Linked DNA regions of Sus scrofa: regions 1 and 2 are each linked to region 3. Evidence: chromatin contacts called from public Hi-C and promoter capture Hi-C data. All regions are on one chromosome and are shown on one strand. The core of a region is the stretch at or near the end of the contact, and the rest is flanking DNA. Distances in the headings are between cores, read along the strand shown. Region 1 has its middle 39 kb from the start of ITSN2. Region 2 holds the start of ITSN2 (intersectin-2). Region 3 holds the start of PTRHD1 (putative peptidyl-tRNA hydrolase PTRHD1).

Region 1 (2,700 bases), core at 36-2,535, 340 kb before region 3:
TGGCAGTTACAAGCCAGAAATTTGAGGAGGAGCTATATCATTTAGGAATGGCTTTGGCTAAAAGTACTCAAATGACGTGAGCCATAATATGCCACTTCACAAAACGTGTGAAAGCAGGTGATGACTGGGTGCTGGGCACAGGCACAAAGGCTGTGCGCATGTCCTGACCATTCTCGCCACCAGATGGCGAAACTGCTCTAAACATTATATCCTCAGCAGGGAGGAAGGTGGTGAGCAAAAGGGCTTTCTTTCTTTCTCTTGTCTCCCTAAGCAGGGAGAAATATTGAGGCTCCTGGCATACATCTTGGGCTCTAACTTGACCACATGCCCATCGCTACACTGACAAAAGGGAAATGAGAATGACGTGATTTGCTCGGGCCCTGAAGCTGGCCACATCATTGCCCAGTTGCAATAGAGCTTTTATTTTATGTAATTATTTTTTTAAGCAAGAAAGAAGTAGGCAATAGCTGTTGGGTAGGCTACTAATAGCCCTTGCCAGAGGAGCTCAAGAGAAATTATACACGCTAAATCCACCCGGCCCTGTGCCAAAGGCAGGACAATGCCTCTTCAGAAACTAGTAAAATGTTTTTCTTCCCCCGATAATTATTAATTTTCTGCAGTGACTTAGAAAAATTCTTGGACTACATTTGTTGCCATTAAATACTTGCATACAGAAACTGACTGTAAAACTTTTAAAAAGTCATTCTGCTTATAACCCAAACTTCTGGCTCTAGCTCTTATCTCACCACTGCATGAGTTGTATGAATCACCTCCAATTTCCATATTTTACAGGAGCCTCACACGGAGAAGAATAAATCACTTTCAAATTAGACATTCCATCTAGAACTGACAGTAGCTGATTCCCAGCACTGTCTTTTACTTCTGATATGCTTTTGGATGAGAGTAATCTTATATTTTCAGTAATTCTCAGGATAAAATTTTCTTCTCAGAGCTCATTTTATGACTTTTTTTTTCAGTTTTGAATAATAAAGCAATTATTCCTGCTTTTTGAAGTTGCATATTAAGCCTAGGAACATGAATTATTCTTTCTTTTTGAAACTGCATAAGTCCAGAAATGTTGACTTTTTAAACTATTAATGTCAAGTGATGGCTGTAAACATCTATTTTTCACCCTCTTTCTTTCAGTGTGCCTCTTTCTTGAGATCCTCATTCCTACTAGATTTCCACTGCACACCAATTATCTCAGGCTACAGCTGTTTGCTGACAGCTGTTCTCTTCTCTGCCCACCACACAGCCACCTTCTGCTGGTAATTCTACTCTTATTCCCATCTGTGGAAATCCCTGCCTCCCCAGTGTGGCTGCTTTGCCTGGGGCTTCAGCTCTGTCTCAGGCACAGAACTTGTGACCTAAATCAATCCAAATGTTGCATTCCTTTGGCCAGACTGATTCAGAATCAATGAGAAGTAATGATACCTTGCTGGGACTTCTTGAAGAGAGATTCATTCCCTGTCCCGCTAGAATTTTACCTTTAATGTAAGAGCCAAAGTGGCTGTAGCCATCTTGACCCCTTGAATGGGAACCAGTCTGAGAACAGAGCTGTAACAGAGAGAGGCACCCTGGTGATGCTTTTAAGCCTTCAATCCAAGACAGCAGCAGAGCAGCAAGCCCTATTCCTGGACTGTTCAGTTACATAATCAAGTAAGTTCCTGTTTTCTTTACGCCAGTGTTTGGATCAGGTCTTTTCTTCCTTCTATTAAAAGAGATCTAATTTATACAAAGGTTCAGAATCTCTTATGGCCAAGATATATTCTCAGATACTAAACATGTCATAAAAATTAACATGGAAAATACTTGAAAGGGAGTAAATACACTTGTAACTTATTATGCCCAATATTTTTACTCTTTTTTCCAAATAACAATAGCCCATCATCATACAATACAATATAGAAAAGAGTTTAAATTAGTTTCTCCTTTTTGCATACTTAATATGGTGCAATCATTATGATGGTGATGTGCTCTGGAGACAGTTTCCTCAAAGCTGAGCACATTTGTTTACTTTTTGAATATAAGTTTCTTTCTTTCCTTCTTTCTTTTTTTCTTTCCTTCCTTCCTTCCTTCCTTCTCTCTCTCTCTCTTTCTCTTTCTTTCTTTTGTCTTTTCTAGGGCCGCACCTGCAGCATATGGAGGTTCCCAGGCTGGGGGGTCTAATCGGAGCTATTGCTGCCAGGCTACGCCAGAGCCACAGCAACGCAGGATCTGAGCCGTGTCTGCAATCTACACCACAGCTCATGGCAACCCCGGATCCTTAACCTACTGAGCGAGGCCAGGGATCAAACTTGCAGTGTCATGGTTCCTAGTTGTATTTGTTAACCACTGAGCCACGATGGGAACTCCGAATATAAATTATTTCTTATTATCATACAATAAAATAGCCTTGAAGATATTTAGAAATATTGATAAATTACTGGTACACATAAGCCTGTAATTATAAAAGTGGTGATGTTACATTGTGGTGCTTGCATTTCTCTGGCTGTTTCTTTTGCTCAAACAGCACCATCCTGGGAGATAGCACAGCAGGCTGACCTGGCCATGTGACCACAGTCGCTGTGCTTGGCTGAGAGCTGTTTGTGTCCGGAGATGGAGATCACCGTGCAGAAACTGTTCTCTTCAGAAAAGTTTTGTTGCTAAATCAGTGCTCTAGCCTTCTGCAGGGTGGCCTTTTTCGTTCTCCACCCCAGA
Region 2 (2,700 bases), core at 62-2,561, 380 kb before region 3:
ATGCACATATAGGCGTCTTTTTAAATGGTAATAAGCAGCAATAAACTTTACTCCGGCCCAAGAGATTACATCTCTCCGTGCTTCCTGTTCACCCTGGAAGTCAATAACGCTGAAGTCAAATTGTAACATTTCCCAACTTTGGTTTAATGTGAGCGGTGGACGCCGAGCATCCGCCCACTGGCCTCTCGTGACTCGGGCTACTTTGACGCACTGGGATGCGGCTCACCTGACCCTCCGCACCAACCGTTACCAAGAAGGAAAACCAACTCCGTGAAAATAAAATGGGGCCCCAAGGAAGCTCGCGGAAAGCCAGGGGGCCACGCCGCTCCCGAACCTCGGCGGCGTCCGCACCTGCCAGGAGAGGCCGCGGCCAGGGGCCGGGGCTCGGCCGCAGATAAGGGGCAGCGCGGTCCCGGCCCCTCACTGTCCGCCCTGGCCCCGCCGCGGGGACAGGAACCCACGGCCGGAGGTTTCCGCCAGGCGCCGCCAAGCCCGCCAGGGGCCTAGCTTGGGGGCCGCCCAGGCTCCCGAGGGCAGTCCGCGTCGTGCGGGGCCGTAGCCGCCTCCCAGCCCGGCCCCCGGGCCGGCCCGCGAGCCTCCCCGCAGCGGACGCGGCGGCGCCCGCACCTGCCCGGCGCCCTGCGGCAGCCCCTGCGAGCGCCTTCACCCACCTGGCGCGCCCGCCGCGCCTCCCGCACGTCACAGCGCGACCCCGCGCCCCTCGGCACCAGCAGCGCGGGCGCGGACGGACGCCGGGAGACCCTGCTCGGCAGCCGCCGCCGCCGCCGCCGCGCCTGCTTCGTCTTCAGGCCGCGGACAGCGAACCTGTTGCGCAGCCTGTCACGGCCGCTCGGGCTCCGCGGCGCCGCCTCAGCCCCACAACAACATGGCGGCCGCGGCCTCCGCAGGAAGCCGGGGGGCGGGGAGGGAGGCGACGGGCCGGGCAGCTGACGGCCCGCCCGCCGCCGGGCACCGACGCCCCCACCCTCAGGAACCCGAAATTGCCCCGGCGCGGCTCCGCACCCCCAGAGCCCCGGGTACCGAACCCCGCGGGCCTGGTCCTAGTGCTCCGCTCTCCCCTCGGGGAGGCCCCGAAGCCCCCGGCAGCCCTTCCTGGAGGGGCGCCGACCCACCTGGCTCCTCCTCCCCGAGGTGACATGTTGAGGTTGGGTGGTGCGTTTCCTGCCACTGCAGACCCCACGGTTTTGGAGAAGGGCAAGCTGTGCTGCACCCACAGGAGGTTTCCTCTGAAGCCTCCTTGCTCAGTCAAGTTTCTTCCTTGACCTGGGAGCAAGATTCCTCTGGAATGAGTGTGGCAGGAGGAGGCCGTGCCTCGCCTTGCTCTTGGGTCTGTTGCAGGCCTCTCACCCCCTCCAGGTATCCCAGGAGGACTCACCGTACTGAACAGCCATCCACTCAGCGTTCCTCACTCTCCTCCATGACAAGTATAAAGGGCGAGAAGGGGGCCTCCAGCCCCCATCCCTAAGCAGAGCGGCCACCCCGTATGCTCTGGCCAAGCAGTAAGAAGTCATCTCTCCTTGAACTCCACTACCAGCTGGCCTGCAGATGCTGAACGTTCTACCCCACCTGAGAGCTGCCTGACAGGTGAAGCTCAAATTCACTCTCTTTTTCCTCCCCTTTCAACTCCTGATCGCCTCACAAAAGACCATACTTGAACTCAGTCACCACTCTAGGAGGTACTCATGTGGCTCAGCGGGTTAAGAACCCCACTGGTATCCATGCAGATGTGGTTTGGTCTCACTCAGTGGGTTCAGGATCTGGCTTTGCCCCCAAGCTCCAGCATAGGTTGGGGGTGTGTCTGGGATCTGGCCTTGCTGTGGCTGTGGTGTATGTGGGCGGCTGCAGCTCCAATTCGACCCCTACCCTGGGAACTTCCATATGCTGCAGGTGCAGCCCTAAAAAGACCAAAAAAAAAAAAAAAAAAAGTCACCGCTGTTCATGGAGGGCTTGCCCTAGACACAGCACTCCTTCAAGAGAGAGGCTCCTTGTTGATGTTAGAGGAGGAGTCAGTGGGGTTCCTATGAGCATAACAAAGTGGGGGTCCAAGACCCAAGATTTCTCTTGGCTTTTAGAGGCAGAGTGGGGGCTGGTCCAGTATACAAAACTCACATCCCCATGGCTTTTGTTGGAAAAGAAGAAATCTGCAGATCACATGATTCCATGGCTTCCCCTTCATTCCTCACCTGTTGGGGCATGTGAAGGCTGGCTTGAGAGGGATGGTTTCCAAAACCCAGGCCTATCTGAACTAGCCACCCAACTCATGTGAGGAACTTAGCAAACATCAGTGATGATAAACAGGCTTTTCCTGCTCTCACACTCAGTGTTTTTCCCAACTCTTTGATTGGGACCTGACGAAGACCAGATAGACAGGTCCTGAGCTTCAGTGACACAGAGAGACCTGACTCCTTTGCATTAGCCTAGGAAGTCCCTTATCTACCAGAGACCAATCAGTCTATCCCTTATCTACTGAGGACCAATCAGTCTGCAAACAAATCACCCACTCTTGAATACATGGTCTCATTCCCATGACAGACATCACCAGTTAATTGTGGTTCTCCCTTCCAGAGCCCATACTTCAGTCCAAGCTTCTGAGTCCTCCTCAACGTAGTGCTCCAGAGAGGTATCCTGTAAGGTGAAACCTATTTTTTATTCCTGATAGGCAGATTGGTAGCCAGTCTC
Region 3 (2,700 bases), core at 60-2,559:
TGCTTTATTTATTAAAACAAATTTTATATGAGACAAAAACTGCCTTAAAATGAAAGCAATAATTTTTTTTTTCATTTTAAAATGTGTTTAGTGTAGAAAACTAAAAAGACAGAAGCAATAGGAAATAACCAAAATTCCCCCACCTGCTACTCAGTATTTGGATGTATTTCTTTAGTTTTTCCTTTCAAAATCTGGATCATTTTGTATGTAGACTATAGTTCAATTAGCCTCACTTCATGAGCACTCTTCCATGCTAGCCAAATATGCTCCAAAAACATGATTTATGCTAGATTCATAATAATCCATTATAAGGGCATAAGTTTAGCCAACCTATAGTATTGTAAATTTAGTGATGTCCACATTTTTCATTATTATAAAGTGCTACTATAAATATCTTTGTACAATGCTCTTTGGGTGCATCTTATTATTTTCTTAGGATAAGATATGTTTGCCCAACTGCAAAAAAACACAAAAAAAACAAAAAAAAAACTATTCTATACCCTTGGTTTCTGGTACCTTTGAGCTAAGTTCAAATTATACTAGGGTTTATTTTCAAATAATTTGGCATCATACCCAAGTAAATGCTTCAGTTTGACTTCACCTGAAGTAAGGAACTCTGTGTCCTTACCCTTCTGGATCGGTTTTGCGGCGAGGGTAAGGGCAGTACTTTTCAGCGCAGCCATTAAAAGGCCCGCCCAGTGCACAGGTAGAAAGGCAGGCGTGACTCCACCAGCCTCCGCTCTCACAAGCATCTACTGAAGAGGGACGCAGGTGAGACCGGAGGGGTGCACAAAGCATTAATAACAGGCCCATACTCCACTCTTCACATCGTCAGGCCCCGTCCAGCCAAGGTAAGGGGCCCCGGGCAGTAGCTCCAGCCGGAGAACCCGTCCCAAAACTTAAAAGTTAAACACCCCTCCCCACTAACGCCACACCCACTTCACGAAGTTAGGCCCCCGTACTCAAGACCACACCCACTTCCGGTATCGATGACCTCAGCGCCCCTCCCCCTGGCGGCTCACCTCGAGGACCACCTTGCGCATGCGCTCCAGGTCCTGGAGGTAAGCTGCAGTGTGCGGGTGGTCGCGGTAAATGTGCAAAGCCGCGGTGGCTGCGTGACAACCCTGTGCTACCAGTGCGCCCGCTGGCCAGGAAAATGGAGTCTGTGAGAGATCCTTCCGTAATACCAAGTATTGTACCAGGATTTGCGGCGCTGCGCCCGAGGCCGCCATCTTCCTGCCCAACAGAACGACCGGGCCTACTGCCCGGTGCATGCCGGGATCAGGGAGGAGCCCCGCGCGCTGCCATGTTTTTGTACGGTGGGAGCGCAAAGCACGCTGGGACCGGTTGTCTTGGTTTTGAAGTTGAGGATGGCGGGAACTCTTGGACTTGTCCTGATTGAGCAAGAAGAGAGGAGTTAAGGAGAAAGTAAGACCCATTGGCGGACAGAACCGTAATCAGGGTAGAAAGCTGAGCGGCCTCTTACAGCCCCTTCCGTGTGCGAGGAAATCCCCTGGAGCAGAGGCGCGCCTCGGGAGCTCGCAGGGGCAGGAAGATAGACTTGGACACCACAGAACGTAGACCCGGGCAACAGACGGGGCGGGTCCGGGGAGTCCTGGGGGTGTCACTTGGGGTACCCGGGGCTCCACGGGTGTGTCCCTGCCGTCTGGATTTGTCTGAATGTGAATAGATTCTTGCCATTTCTTTTGCCCCCAAGGAAAGCCGTATTACTGGTGCCCGGACAGTTTTATGGAAAGGCTCTTGAGAAGCCGAGGAGGAGATGGAGCTGGCGAATACTCTAAGTCAAGACGGCGAGTCCGGAGGAGGTATTTAAAAGATCAAATTTTCCCCCTTACTACTGCTGCCCAAAGATAACTACCAGGTTGAAAGCCCATCCCTCCTCTAAGCGAAGTGTGACCTGATCTATTATGGTTTACTCCAGTGGAAGGGGCAGTGCCCGGTGTGGGTTAGACCTGGGTTTGAGTCCCGGCTCGGCTGTTATAAATATGGTGGCCTTCGGCAAGTTATTTTACCTTTCACAATTTCTTCGTCTGGATAATGGAGGTGAATAATAACATTGTGGTGGTTGTGGAAATTAGGTTAAGTAATTTTAATGCTTTTCAGGTGAAGCATTTAACACATACCTAATTGATAGGAAATATTCAGTAAATGCTTTAATTCATTACATGCTCTGCAAATACAGGATCGAGCACAGGTGTGTTTAGGTAGTGACTGTTCACAGGTGTTTTGTTGTTAGAGTCGGTTAGCATGTCACCGTGACCTTTGCTACATTGAGCTTTACTTAGGCTCTTTGGAACTGAGATCTCTATGCATTGGTGAACTTGTTTTCCTGTCTGATATCCAGTAATATTGGTGGACAGTTCCTTTTAGTGTGTGTCTTTATAGTCCTATGCTCCTAATACTTTGCAGAGCTTCAGAGTACTTACTCAGGCCTCTTTGGATGTTTCAGTCCAAACAGTTATGCATTAGCACTTGGGGAAACCATGCACGAAACCCAATTTAAAAAACAAAATTCTACATTTTTAAAAAAGAACTTCTGAGTCAGTGACTTTGGTGACCCTGTTTCCCCCTGGGTCGCTATCATCATGGATAACTGAGATTAGTTATGTTCAGATAATGCCCTTTTTGAACAGTGTCCTGGTCAGGGACTACTTGGTAGGTCAGTGTTTGGCCTCAGAG

Evidence for each region. Promoter capture Hi-C pulls out the DNA fragments that hold promoters and counts their contacts. A called contact is a pair of places that touch in the nucleus more often than the background predicts.
Region 1: a contact with region 3 is called in a Hi-C map of skeletal muscle, with 4 times the contacts expected there. A contact is called at or near these places in 2 of 5 promoter capture datasets (fetal liver and liver), 10 of 47 Hi-C or Micro-C datasets (embryonic fibroblasts, epiblast stem cells, fetal heart ventricle and 3 more) and 2 of 2 datasets of targeted methods (alveolar macrophages and skeletal muscle).
Region 2: a contact with region 3 is called in a promoter capture Hi-C map of liver, with 3 times the contacts expected there. A contact is called at or near these places in 1 of 5 promoter capture datasets (liver) and 1 of 2 datasets of targeted methods (alveolar macrophages).

What each region holds. Positions count from the first base shown.
Region 1 is chr3:114,322,591-114,325,290 of Sscrofa11.1, reverse strand. No RefSeq gene overlaps it. Among named protein-coding and RNA genes, the nearest start is that of ITSN2, 39 kb to the left of the region's middle.
Region 2 is chr3:114,361,930-114,364,629 of Sscrofa11.1, reverse strand. ITSN2 (intersectin-2) reads right to left here and starts at 1,311. Exons shown (of 39, transcript XM_021088358.1): 1 at 1,134-1,311. It overlaps LOC106504180 (formin-like protein 6), which reads left to right. Exons shown (of 2, transcript XM_021088412.1): 2 at 454-2,700. The coding sequence ends at 1,283.
Region 3 is chr3:113,977,783-113,980,482 of Sscrofa11.1, reverse strand. It overlaps PTRHD1 (putative peptidyl-tRNA hydrolase PTRHD1), which reads right to left and starts at 1,309. Exons shown (of 2, transcript XM_003125332.4): 1 at 1,023-1,309. The coding sequence starts at 1,274. It overlaps CENPO (centromere protein O), which reads left to right and starts at 1,282. Exons shown (of 8, transcript XR_002342821.1): 1 at 1,282-1,428; 2 at 1,718-1,826.